Linked DNA regions of Mus musculus: regions 1 and 2 are each linked to region 3. A link is a contact called in public Hi-C data. All regions are on one chromosome and are shown on one strand. The core of a region is the stretch at or near the end of the contact, and the rest is flanking DNA. Distances in the headings are between cores, read along the strand shown.

Region 1 (4,455 bases), core at 1,061-3,560, 240 kb after region 3:
GACCAAATGATAATTGAAACTATGAAAGAGAGAAAGAAAGAAAGAAAGAAAGAAAGAAAGAAAGAAAGAAAGAAAGAAAGAAAGAAAGAGGGGGGAGGGAGGGAGGGAGTTAGAGAGGGAGGAAGGAAGGAAGGAAGGAAGGAAGGAAGGAAGGAAGGGAGGGAGGGAGGGAGGGAGGGAGGGAGAGAGAAGAGAAGAGAAGAGAAGAGAAGAGAAGAGAAGAGAAGAGAAGAGAAGAGAAGAGAAGAGACGAGACGAGACGAGACGAGACGAGACGAGACGAGAAGAGAAGAGAAGAGAAGAGAAGAGAAGGATGATACAAGGAAAGAAGAAAAAGGAGGAGGAGAAGAAGGAAGAGGAGCTGCCACAGCCTTCGCCATACTTCCGGTGACTGCCAGTGTCCTTCTGCCTCCTTGGAGAACCTACTGGGCCACCTGCTTCTCATGGCTCTTGTAAGAGATATCATTTCCTTGGCTCTACCTCTTTGAGACCTGCTTCTAACCTGTCTAACCCACCACTTTATCTCAGGTTTAAGTGGCCTATAGAGACTTAGAAAAAGACAACTCAAACAACCTAACTCCAGGTACCCAGGCCCTGTGGCAAAAACATTAAGTAACATGAAAACAAACAACATGCCCTCATCCCAAATTACCAGCCCATTAGAGATGGGTCCCGTGGGGAATGACTTGGACAAATTTTAAGACAAAGGATCCAAAGTAGCGATTATAAACATGTTCAAAGAATTCCAAGAGGATGCGAATATGCAGCTTAATGAACTTAGCGAAGACAGGAATAAACTGATAGAAGTCCTAGAAAACGTAACTGAAGGAAATAAGGGAGATAAATCGGGATATAAAAAAAGAATCCAATAAAAAGAGCTACCAAAGAAAACCCAGTCTGAAATGAAGCTGGAAATGAAAGTTTTAAGTGGTCTAATCAAAAGCTCAGTAGAAAGTCTCCTGCAACATGAGCAAGGAAGAACTTCAGGGCTTGAAGCCAAAGACAAGGGGTCAGATCACTTAATAAAAGAAAATAATAATTCTTTGAAAATATAAGAACAGAATGAACAGCACTCTTGGGACATGATGAAAACACCAAATCTACAAATTACAAGCCTGGAAGAAGGAAACAAATTCTAAGCTGAAAGCATAGAAAAGTACACAATAAAATCATAGAAGAAAATTTCCCGAATCGTGAGAAGGAGATGCCCACAGAGGTATAAGATGCAAATGGACAGGACCAGAAAGCACATTCTGCATGACATATTATGGTTAAAACAATAGCTATACAAAACAAAAAGGAGTTATTGAAAGCTGAAAGAAGCACTTGTCACATGTGAAAGCAGACACATTGTAATGACAGCTGATCATTTGATATAAACTATTAAAGCCAGATTGGGTCACAGCAGCATTTTGCTATAAGCAGCAGTAACTGCAGAGGCTCATAAGAATGCAGAAAACAAGTACTTGCTGAATGCTCATTCCTAAGTGGGACATCTGTATCACCCCCTCCAAGGCTCAAGAAACACCATAGAAGAGGGGCTGAAAACCACTAGAGCTACAGAAAGGAGGGAGTGTTGTGGAATAATGCCCTCCAGGTACAGCATGGGCACTGAACTCACGGCAGACAGCTCTGTGTACCCGCATGAAACTCTCACAGAGTTAGATCCATGAACATTCTGTCATGGAGGAAGAAGGGCTCACAAAGCCCCACCGTTCCTTGAGGTCCTATAAACAACTCAGTTAACAGTTGCTGGGGGAAAGAAATAAATTTCCTTCAATGGGATAGACACTGACAGGCTTAAACTCCTATAAATAACGCTTCATGCATGCTCCTAAGAGCAGCTACGATGAAATTCACTGGGTCACCAAAAAAGACCCAAGAGGCAGGAGGAGATGAGAAGTAGGTAGGGAATTAGACAGATTAACAGGAGTGAATATGATCAAAAGACATTTCATACCTGTACGAGGGTGGCATAATGAATCATTACTATATACAACTCGTACGAAACAGAAAGAAAGAACATAAAATTGATTTCTAAACATAAAAAATAATGGTGAGGTAAATAGACTAAAATGGAAATATTAATAATAAAGTCCTGGGTTCACTATCAAGCATCAGAAAAAGGGGAGAAGGAGCCAATAGCAAATTGAACACTGTGAGGGAAGATGTTCCAGTTTGTAAGGAGCTTGCGCCCTGCTGGGCAGCCAGGGGACCTTTTAGAGGAGTTTGCCCTCTGCAAGGTCTTGAGGTCACTGCGGGTGCTGCCTTTTTAAGGAAGTGAGATTAGTTCTCCAGAGAGGGTTGTTGCAAAAGGGGCAAGCCTGGCTCTCCCCTTTCCTGTATGAGGATGTAACCTCTCCCACCCACATGCACTCCCCATCATCATGCCGCCTGATGTTGGATCTTCATCAGAGGAGGCTCAGAAGGGCTGCCTCCTAGAGACACGTGATCAGATCTGGAGGGACTCAGAAAAAATGCACAGCATAACTAAATTCACAACTATTTTTTTTACTAGTTGTAACTTATACAGATATAGCAATTTTTAAAGGTCTGTTCATTATTTTCTTTCCTTCCTACTCAACTTAAAACTCAATCAGGAGAAAAATCTGTATAATTTAAAAATTAACAAATGAATACTTCTTTAATGGCTCTCAACCAGAGCCAAGGGATAACTCAGTTAGTAAAATGTTTGTTGTCCAAGCGTGAGAACCTGAGTCTGGTCCCTAGACTCACTCTGAAAGCCAGACATGATGCGGTTTTACACACTTGCAATCCAGTGCTGAGAAGGTGGACACTGGAAGATGCCTGAGCCTCAATACCCAATCAGCATCCCTGGGGAGTCCTAGGACAGTGAGAGAGCCGGCCTCGGAAACAGAGGTGATGGCTTGGAATAGCGCTAAGCGCTAGAGTGTTTACCTAGCATGTGCGAGTCCCTAACTCAATTCCTAGCACTGCAAGAAAAAAAGAAGGGTGAAGCCAGTGGTTGGTCAAGCAAGTTAAGTGACCTGCTGCCTAAGCCTGTCAACTAAGTTAGAGTTTGACCCCTAAAATGCACATGGCAGAAGAGATTCATGAAAGTTGCCCTCCATATGTTCACTGTGGTATGCATATCTACCACTGCACACATAAATGAATAAATGAGTAGATGTGAAAAAAAATTAAAGATGTCCAGAGCCTGAGGAATAACACGTGGAGTTGTCCTCTCCCTTGCATAAGCACGCTCTCTCTCTCTCTCTCTCTCTCTCTCTCTCTCTCTCACACACACACACACACACACACACACACACACACACACACACCCCTGAACACAAACACAAACATGCACACATAAAAGCCTTAACCAGCTCCTTAGCCATTATTTCCTTCCCAGCATCTAATATTCTAAATTACATTAGTCTTGTAAGCCACATACAATTGAACACAGAAATAACTGAACACTGGGCCAAAGGCCCAAAGCACAGCCTGGACCAAAACCCATGGAAACTGATGAGACGCTGGGATACAGTCCTTTTGCTTTGTGGGAACCACTTGGTTCTGTTCCAGCACACCTGATAGATAATTTGACAATTGCAAAGGAAAACGTGGGGCTGTTGATAAGGGAAGCTAAGTCAGAAACTAAAAGGAAAGTCTAAGAGAAATGTAAGGGAGGCTAAAATAAACTGTATGGTGGATTCAGTTCCAGTCACTACAGAGTGTGCCTGGGAAACTGGGGTGTGGGGGCTGGAAAAAAATAATCCCGTTGATTGAGGGTGGCAAACTTGTTCATTGAAAAATGTTACAAAGAATTTTCTGGAACAACAACAACAACAACAAAAAAAAAGATGGCATGGTTGGTAAACAGCTTGTTATGCAGTTATGAAGACCCAAGTTCTTTCCCAGAACCCAGGATGTGACTCTACACACTTGTAATTCCACTGCTGGGAAGCCAGAGATGGAGGATCCCTGGGGCTTGCTGGCCAGTCAACGTAGCCCGGTCAGTCAGCGTAGCCCGGTCAGTCAGCGTACCCAGTCAGTGAGCCCTGGGTCCAAGTGAAGCTTCGTCTCCAAAGACAAGGTGGATGACTGCTGAGGAATGACACCAAGGTTTGACCTCTGGTCTAGACAGACAGATAGACAGAGAAGAGCTCGCGCACACACACACACAATTTTTAAATACTGCTTTCTCTTCTAACTTAAAGCAGATAAACGTATAACCTGTATTCAGAGTTCACATTACCTGGAGCTGTTTCTCCTTCGCAGACACCCTCCCGTGCCCTCTCCTCCTCACAGTGGACATGCTATCAAGTGGGACTCTGGTCATGTGGCTTTTCCCTGCATCCACTGTGGATGTCTTTACACTGATCCCATCCTAGCTAGGTTCAAAGGGCTGCAGCCCATCCTGCTGTGTGTGTCAAATCCTGCAAGTGCTTTTTAGCTATAATTCTAGGCTGAGGTTCAGTTCTGATCTGCACC
Region 2 (4,102 bases), core at 545-3,044, 180 kb after region 3:
TACGGACTCACTCAGTGTTCTTTAAAGAAATTACAGGGTCCATACCTGTAATCCAAGCACTCAGGAGGCCGAGGCAGGAGAATTAGAAGTTCAGGGTCAGCCTTAGCTAATTAGCAACTCTGTCTTAAAAAAAATCATACATAGAAAGAGAGGAAAAAATAGATGTATATAAAAATATGTATAATTATTTCTGTTCTCAGCTGCTAGAACTTGACCTGCTGGATTTTTGTTTTTATTGTAAGTTAAATGAAAATAACCTTTACATTTCTAAATTCGTCTTATATCATGGATAATAACAACACAAACATTAAATATTGAAAAATATTTAGAAATTGATACTTCTCCCAAAAAATGACTGGTGCTATCTTTTAAAGAACACTTTTAATATAACTAAGTAGCCTTCTGAGTGGGCCAAACCATTCCAGAGTAAAATAGTGAGGCTTTTAAACAATGTGAAGATCCTTCTAAAGTTTGAATAAATGTTCAACCATCCTTATGTGAGCGGATCATAAAGAAAATGGAAAGACTATATCAAGCTAGCTAAATGCATCCCACATTCATGGTTTACTCACTAAAATGTTGTTCATGGCTTTCTTACTGATTCTTACAGAACGTGCATATGTCTTTTTAATTTTCCCCTTTTATGTTTCCCAAGTTCACAATTCACATAAAATATCCATTGAAGCAGACAGAAAAGTGAAACGAATGTTTCAAAGCTCTTTGGGGATTTAAGTAGGTTTTTACAATAAAGCTTTGATTACTCAGAAAGGACAGGAGTGCTTAATGACGAGAAGGAGGAGGTTTCCAAAGTGTCAGAGGAGACTCTGATGCAATGGGTTTTCAACCTTGTTGAATACCAAGCCAGAAAGCAGCCAGATGCCACAGGATAGGGCCACAGTCGGGGGGGGGGGGGGGGGGGGGGAGGGGAGCAATCAGAGGAGACGTGCAAAGGTTGTGGTTTCCTGAAATTTAATATGACACAGAGAGTCCCACAGGACTTGCTTCATTATATTATTGTGCAATTTGGACTCAAACAGAGTGAGGCAAACCCACAAGTTAAAGGGTTTTCAAAGTGGCTTAAAACTCACTCTGAAATCAGGACAGAGCACCCTTCCGGTCAGTGTGACTGCAACATTGATCAACAAACACAGAGGGACACAGCACATGGTTGGCTAACAAATGTTATCCAGGTGAAGGTGGGCTTGGCACATACTGCTTTGAAAAGCACTTTTCTCCTTGGATTGGAAACCTGATGGCTGTGTTATGTGATTTGGAGTTTTCTGAGGCCCCCAGTGAAAGATTTATAAAGGCTGTAGGAGACAACATTGGGATATTTGAGCACTTTTTAAGAAAGATCAAAGGTATTGATTTTTTTATTTCCTTATTTTGTCTTCTTATTTAAGAGTTAGCTAGCTGCCCCAAGCATATAGCCTCATCTGGCAGAAGACCCACTGAGAGAGATTTTTTTTTTCATCTCAATTTTCATCTTCTTGGTCTCTTGATGGCTTGATTTCATATCATTTCACAATGCAGGGATTAAGCTGACTGGCTATAAATCTGTGGAGTGTGGATGGGCTGTATAGAAAGAGCAAGAATGGATGAGAGACAACTGTAAATATTTCAAAATGTGTTTCATGGGATCCAAAGTTGGACAGCCTCTCCTTACACTGAGGATAAATGCCATCCAGACATGCTCATTCAGTCCCCTCCCCTTGGTCTGAACCATGAATACCACCATAGAACGTTCAGGCAATGGCCTAAGAGTCATTCACCTACTATAGTGTCATGTGACTTCATGTAACTCCCCGAGAGGTCACTCTCTGGACTGGTACATCAGCTCTTCCCTTTAAAAGTCAGTGCATCGCTAGAGCAGCTGCTGCTTCTGACATCGTTAGCATCGGTTGTCAAGGTGATACACTTGGGAAGAGGGAACCTCAACTGAGAAGCTGACCTTGTGCTGGTTTCATGAGAAATGGCCCCCACAGCCTCAGATATTTGAACACTTGGTCTCTAGTTGTTAGTCCTGTTTGTGCAGCTTTAAGAGGTGCATCTTGCTGAAGGAAACATGTCCCTGGAGGATAGGCTTTGAGAGCTTACAGACAGCACCACTCCAACATCTCTCTCTCTCTCTCTCTCTCTCTCTCTCTCTCCATCTCTCCCTCTCTCTCCTTCCTAGAGTAAGCTCCCTGCTTTTACTAGCATGTTTACCACTTGCTGCCTGGCCATGATGGATTCTTAAAACTCTGGAATCCAGAGACCAAAATAGACTCTTTCTTCCTTAAGTAGCCCTGACCATGGCAGTTTATCCCAGCAACAGAAAAGAAGCTAAGACAGGCGTCCATCAACTGGCCTGTGGAGGTGTCTGTGGGTTCTTCCTTGACTGCTGATTGATATGGCAGGGTGCAGCCCTCTGTGGTTCACACTATCCCTGGGCAGGTGGGTCTGGGCTGTATAAGAAAGGTAGTTGAGTAGCCAGGAAAAGTCAGTAAACAGCGTTCTTCCATGGTCTCTGCGCCAGTTCTTCCCTCCAGACTCCTGCCTTGAGTTCTGTCCCGACTCCCCTCAATGGTGAAGTATAAAATGAAATAAACCCTTTCCTTCCAAGTTGTTTTGGTCATGAGGTTTGTTACCGCAACAGAAACTAAACTAGAACCAATACCTTTCCCATAATTATTCACGTATTTATGCATTCATTCAGAAGAGTATATATTTTAAAACATATACCATGTTTAAGGTCTTAAGGAATTTAGCATTGAACACAGCAAAGTCCTTGAAGTCCACTATTTCATAGTGTTTATATATTGAGGAAGAACTACTTACTATTAGACTAGAATATCATAAAATCATACTATGGTTATTGAAGGAATTCTGGACAAGGCTGCGACCACGGCTTGCCATAAGCTCCTTGGGCTGAAGGAAACTAATGCTTACTAGTAAACAACTGCTATGAGCCAGGCACTGTGAAGATACCACTGCCTCCTCAGTGGGCAGGAAGTTGAGCTGGCTATGTTCCATGGTGTCTGGTAGAGCATAAACTTGTACGCAGTTGGATACTGATGAAATGATAGGTTGTCATTAAATTTCTTCCCAGAGATCACTCAAGCTATAGCAAAAGAGTGAGAAAGGGAGGGGGGAGAGGAGAAAGATGGGAGAGACAGAAAAAGATAGAAGGGAAGGAAGAAAGGAAGGAAGGAAGGAAGGAAGGAAGGAAGGAAGGAAGGAAGGAAGGAAGGAGGGAGGGAGGGAGGGAGGGAGAGAGAGAGGCAGAGAGAAAAAGGAAGAGACTCACTGAAGGTGTTTTGAAATATCTTGGATTTTTGTGCAGAGGGAAGTTTTTATTATATCATTTAACATGGTAAAAATGGAGATTTAGGTTCAAGATCCATTCTTCCATTGCCATAATTTCAAATGATCAGTTCACCCCTCCCATTATTGTTGTAAAGACTTTATTTATACCTCTGTGAGCATGTATATGTTTGTGTATGAGTGTGTTCAGGTCCATGTCTGTACACGTGTGTGGAGGAGGCCGGAGATTGACATCGCCTACCTTTCTCATTCACTTATTGAGTCAGCTTTTCATCCAAACCTGGAACTCACCAACTCAGCAAGCCAGCTGGCCAGCAGCTCAGGGAAAGCTTTTATCTCCACCTCTCTAGCACAGGGATTTGTGCATGAATGCACCTCCCCACCAGGCATTTTACAGGGATGTAGTGGCTCAAACTCTGATCCTCACGAGTTTGTAGCAAGCACTCTATCAACTGAATCATCTCCAAGGCTTTTCTTTACTCTATTTGACAAATATCTAAGATGTCCTGTGGTATACCAGGCACCATCCTTACGACAGAGGATCATCGCGATAAGAGTCACTGTCCCTAGGAGTTCCTTATTCCCAGCCCTCTTCCTTCTACCCTCTTCTCTCTCTGGAAGACAGAATTCAGGAATTCAGATAGTGATCAGTCCTGTTATTCGTGGGTGGCTGATAAGGTTCAGTCTTGATAAAAGACTCTCTGGCTATCTCCAGACTCTTCTGGACAATGTAAGGAAAGACCAAGAACTGCTCCTAATCTTCCCTTATCAGATGGACAGCAGAAGTGAAATGTTC
Region 3 (4,215 bases), core at 535-3,034:
TCATGCAGCGGAAGCCTGTCTCACACAGGAATAGGCCATAGATGGGAACAATGAGTCTCTGTTTTCAAACAAGTCACCCAAATGAAGATGGCAAACGAAGGTATTCAGCACATTGTCACCTTGGAACTAATTGCCTCTCATACTGGCGACTTGGCAGACATCCTCCTGGACAGGCATACTGCAGAAGTCTAAGTTTTTAAAGAAATGAATATGAGATATGGGGTTGTTCAAACAACCAAAACAGGCAGTGTGATGGGCAGAAGTATACATGTTCCTCCTTCATGTTCTCTGTCAGGCATGGGTTCGCCACATGGGACACAGGGCTCTTCCTCTGCAGAGAGGCAAGAAACATAGATTACGGAAGCCTTCGAGGACAGAAGGAGCTACAGAAGCAGAAAATAGCTAAGAAAAAAAAAATTCCCTAACTCACCCACAAGACAGGAAGGAAGCGTTTTCTGATAAGGAAGAGGCCAATACGTTGGTGGGAAAATACACCAGCAACTTATCCTTATTCCCAAGGGCCAGGGAAATACAGACATTGCATGCAAGAGGGAAATGGTAGTGTGAGATTTATGAGCATGAACCTGAGGTTGCTAGTCATTTGTGTTTGCAGCAACATACTCAGAGCCGTTGTTTACTGCAGGAAGATTTAATAAACCAAAAATTTCTTTTGTTTTCTATATCATTCATAGACAAGATCTTCTTTAAATAGGATACTAGATTGCATGCATGAAGTTAAGCAAAGATGGAGAGGGGAAAATCACACTAAAATAAAATAGTGGGGTGTCAACCCACAGGAACACTAGGAAACTCCCATAGCAGCAAAGATAATTTGCTGTGAGATCATTTGGAGTGAGATGGAGTGACCCAAATCTCTGTGGCTAGGAGTAGAGATTTTGTGCAGGGGCAAAGTTCACCAGAAGACAGTTGCCCAGGACTGAGAGGAAGAAAGATAAGAGGCTGAAGGGACAGAAGAGTTGTGAATATAATTAAGATATCTTTGAGTAGGGCTAAGTTCTGGTTTTGGACTTGACTTAGATAAAATGCAGAGGAGGGAAGGGAGTTCTCTGTTTTTATGCAGAGTTACAAAGTGGGTGGATGGGATGATTTCAAAAGCAAAGGTTTTGAAAGAATATAAGAAAGGAAGTTGCGGGAGCAGAAGGGGAAGTGATTAAAGCATTTCATAAGAATTGCAGAAGACCAGAGATCAAAATACTGCTTTGTGTTCTGGCTGTCACAATCTGACAGAGGTAGGGAGTTAGACGGAAGGATGAAGGGGTGGGAGTCTTGGGCACGTCCTTCTTTCTGGTCTACTGAATCAGCAATCATTTCTTCAGACCAAAGAAGCTGGGGAACCAGCTCGATGGAGGCCTGTGTGAAGAAAGACTTGGTTTCTGATGTTAAAAGTGGATTTTTTGACAAAGTTGAAGGCAAAGAGTGTAACTAGGAAAAGAGAGAAAGCATCAAAAAGTACTCTATCTTTTATTTAAAGCCTGGTATGGAAAGAGAAGATGTAAGTACTTTGGAGTTGTCAAACTTTCCACTCTTGCTCTATTTTGATCCAGTTGTTACCCAAAGAGGTTCTAGATGGGGCTATTATCAATAATGTGATATTAATACAACTTAGGAACTAGGCAGTACAACTCTATGGGAAGTTAGAGTCATGGGTTTAAGGAAAACAAAAATATCTCTATGTCCTGGTAGCACACCTAGTCAACTGCAACAAGAGTCCTGAGTTTTACCATAAACTATCTGTTGTCAAGGACTAAAATCCAAAGGACTTGACTTATCACACCAGTTAATCATTAGCCTCTGTCCTCTGGACTTCCTAGTTCTTTGTGTCCACTCCTCCCACCCCCACCCCATATCATCAACTGGAAGGCTTTCCAGGGGCTTTCTCTTTGACCTGGCTCATCTAGAATTCCACACATATGGTCAAATTAATCAATCAGATTCACCCCAGCTCTAGACCTAATTTACCCATGGGGTGGGACCAGATTGACCCACTCCTGGGAAGCAGAAGTCTGCTACCTGACAATGAGTGTTCCAGGCTCTGCCATATTGCAGGAAGCTGTCACCCTGCTGCTCAATAAAAACCTTGCCTTCTCAGCCTCCTGCCATTCCTCCCCATCCTGAGGCAGTGAACTCAATTCGGAGGCTTAGCATGACAATGCTAATATTCTTTTCCTTCTATTCCTCTTCCTCCTCCTCTTCTCTTCTCTTTTCTTCCTCTTCTCTTAAAAGAGAAAGGACTCACTCGAGTCGTAGCTTAGGCTGACCTGTAACAGTATGTAGCCCGGTCTGTCCTTAAATCCCAGGGAAGCCTGTTCATGCCTCAGTTTCTCCATCCACTGGGATTATTGGCATGCACCACCATGTCGGGCAAAGAGTGAAGACTCTTAAACTGTTGTTCTTTTTTGGTAATCCAGGCAGGATTCCACTTCCCATGTGGAGCAGGAATCTTAAAGGGCTGAATTTAGAGGCCAAAGTCAAAAGGGATGCATTTGGGAATAATGGTGTCAGAGAAATAGTGACTGTTGTGTGTTATCTACACACACACACTCTACCTAGCGAATAACCCCAGTTTGCTTGGATCCAACAACGAGATAGCACAAGCCCTGTTTATAACTCAAGAAAATTAGACTTAACAGCATCAAGTAATTCCTTGCTATATAGCCAGTGGTGAGGAAGCTGGAAACTCTTAGTTCTCCTGCCCAATTCCGAATACATATCTTCCAACCATATGCCTCCCCTTCCCATATTACATTTTGATCATCTTTGAAACCTTGCTTATTATTGAGTAAGTACCTCACCCAAATCAAATGTAAGACAAAATTGTATTTCAGCTTTATTTTTGGCTTCTCTGCTTTTCCATAGTGCCCACGTACCCATGGCCCACTTTGATCTGAAGAAACAATGAAGTTGAATATAAATCGCAGTCTGATCTGTTTCGAGTTCTCCGGTCTATTCTGCCATCCCAGTGCCCTTTCATCAGGTTTGAAGAAGGTGAGGATTCAAGAAAATGACTCTCACTGAGTTCCCCTTCCTTTTAAATTACTCTAAAAATTTATTTGCTCATGTCCTGTGGTCAGTGACAAAGTACCCCTTTCTGCCCATTCCTGGATATGATATCAAAATCGAAGCATCCCATGATAAGCAGACTTTGAAAAATCAGAAGCATGAATATTTTGAAAGTCAATAAAACCTCCAGGCTACTCATGAAAAATAGCTCAGCTTTGCACGTGTGACTCGAGCTGACTTTTAGTCCTTTTCGTGAAAGCGACTTTCTGCTTTCCTGACTTTGATCCCATCGTGTCAGGGTCCCCAGACTTTACTCAGAAGTCACATGACAGCCTTGTCATAAAGCCAGCCATGCCATGCTCCGCATCCATCTGGCAGTTCTGAAAGGTTTTAGGCAATTTCGTGTTTTATTCTCAAGACCGTGGGGATCTGAGAATGGGAGAAGAAAAATCTCTATGATATAGTTTTGCTTTTTTATTTTAATTTTTATTCTTCCTGTGCTGGGGACTGAACACAGGGACTTGTGCTTACTAGGCAAGAATTCTGCAGCTGAGCCACACACATACAGACACACTCACACACACCCACACACAGACCCACTCACACAACAACACACACACATATACATACATACACACACAGACACATTCACACACACCAACACACACATATACACATACTCACAAACACATACACACATGCTCACATACACACAGACACACATATACACACAGGCACACTCACACACACCAACATACACACATAGTCACATACTCATACACACACAGACACACACAGACACAATCACACACACCAACACATACTCACACATATATACACACACCAACATACACAGGCTCACACACATACACACAGGCTCACACACATACACACATACACGCACACATGTGAGAGATACATTGTAAATAATTGATTAAATAATAAAAATGTAAAACCCTAACCTCCTGCTTTCCTTCTCTTTTGAAATGAGAGCGTCCCCAGCCCATCCTTTTCGACCTTGTCCTTCATATTCAGCCAATGATTCTTGCCACCGGGAATGGGAGTCCTGTAGCCTATAAATATTCACCCTCAGCCACCCGTGGCATTAAGAGCACGTCTTGGATAATCCTAGCACTTGGGGAAACTGAGGCAGCTAGAGGACTGCCTGGAGTTCAAGGCCAGCTTGGGCTACAG

What was found. Hi-C and Micro-C count contacts between places; a contact is called where the count stands out from the background.
Region 1: a Hi-C map of bone marrow-derived macrophages shows a contact between it and region 3, with 28 read pairs. The contact joins two enhancer-like sites. A contact is called at or near these places in 1 of 15 datasets of contacts at CTCF or cohesin (the NIH/3T3 cell line), 7 of 484 Hi-C or Micro-C datasets (bone marrow-derived dendritic cells, bone marrow-derived macrophages, erythroblasts and 3 more) and 3 of 115 datasets of contacts at active chromatin or transcription factors (embryonic stem cells, microglia and neural progenitor cells).
Region 2: a Hi-C map of erythroblasts shows a contact between it and region 3, with 4 times the contacts expected there. The contact joins two enhancer-like sites. A contact is called at or near these places in 6 of 484 Hi-C or Micro-C datasets (bone marrow-derived macrophages, erythroblasts, granulocyte-monocyte progenitors and 3 more) and 3 of 115 datasets of contacts at active chromatin or transcription factors (embryonic stem cells, liver and pancreatic cancer cells).

The regions. Positions count from the first base shown.
Region 1 is chr1:71,972,626-71,977,080 of GRCm38.p6, forward strand. All of the region lies in intron 1 of 4933417E11Rik (RIKEN cDNA 4933417E11 gene), which reads right to left. Among named protein-coding and RNA genes, the nearest start is that of 4933417E11Rik, 30 kb to the right of the region's middle. Within about 2 kb of position 2,311, at least 30 of the 459 cell types and tissues checked have an H3K27ac peak or open chromatin away from gene starts, as enhancers often do. A contact at or near this core is called in bone marrow-derived macrophages and erythroblasts, where this site is marked.
Region 2 is chr1:71,911,642-71,915,743 of GRCm38.p6, forward strand. No RefSeq gene overlaps it. Among named protein-coding and RNA genes, the nearest start is that of Gm28818, 14 kb to the left of the region's middle. Within about 2 kb of position 1,795, at least 42 of the 459 cell types and tissues checked have an H3K27ac peak or open chromatin away from gene starts, as enhancers often do. A contact at or near this core is called in erythroblasts and liver, where this site is marked.
Region 3 is chr1:71,730,002-71,734,216 of GRCm38.p6, forward strand. Gm39660 (a long non-coding RNA gene) reads right to left here. Exons shown (of 3, transcript XR_001778956.2): 3 at 1-331. It overlaps Gm30160 (a long non-coding RNA gene), which reads left to right. Exons shown (of 4, transcript XR_003947861.1): 2 at 2,878-3,006. Among named protein-coding and RNA genes, the nearest start is that of Gm30160, 3.7 kb to the left of the region's middle. Within about 2 kb of position 1,785, at least 37 of the 459 cell types and tissues checked have an H3K27ac peak or open chromatin away from gene starts, as enhancers often do. A contact at or near this core is called in bone marrow-derived macrophages, erythroblasts and liver, where this site is marked.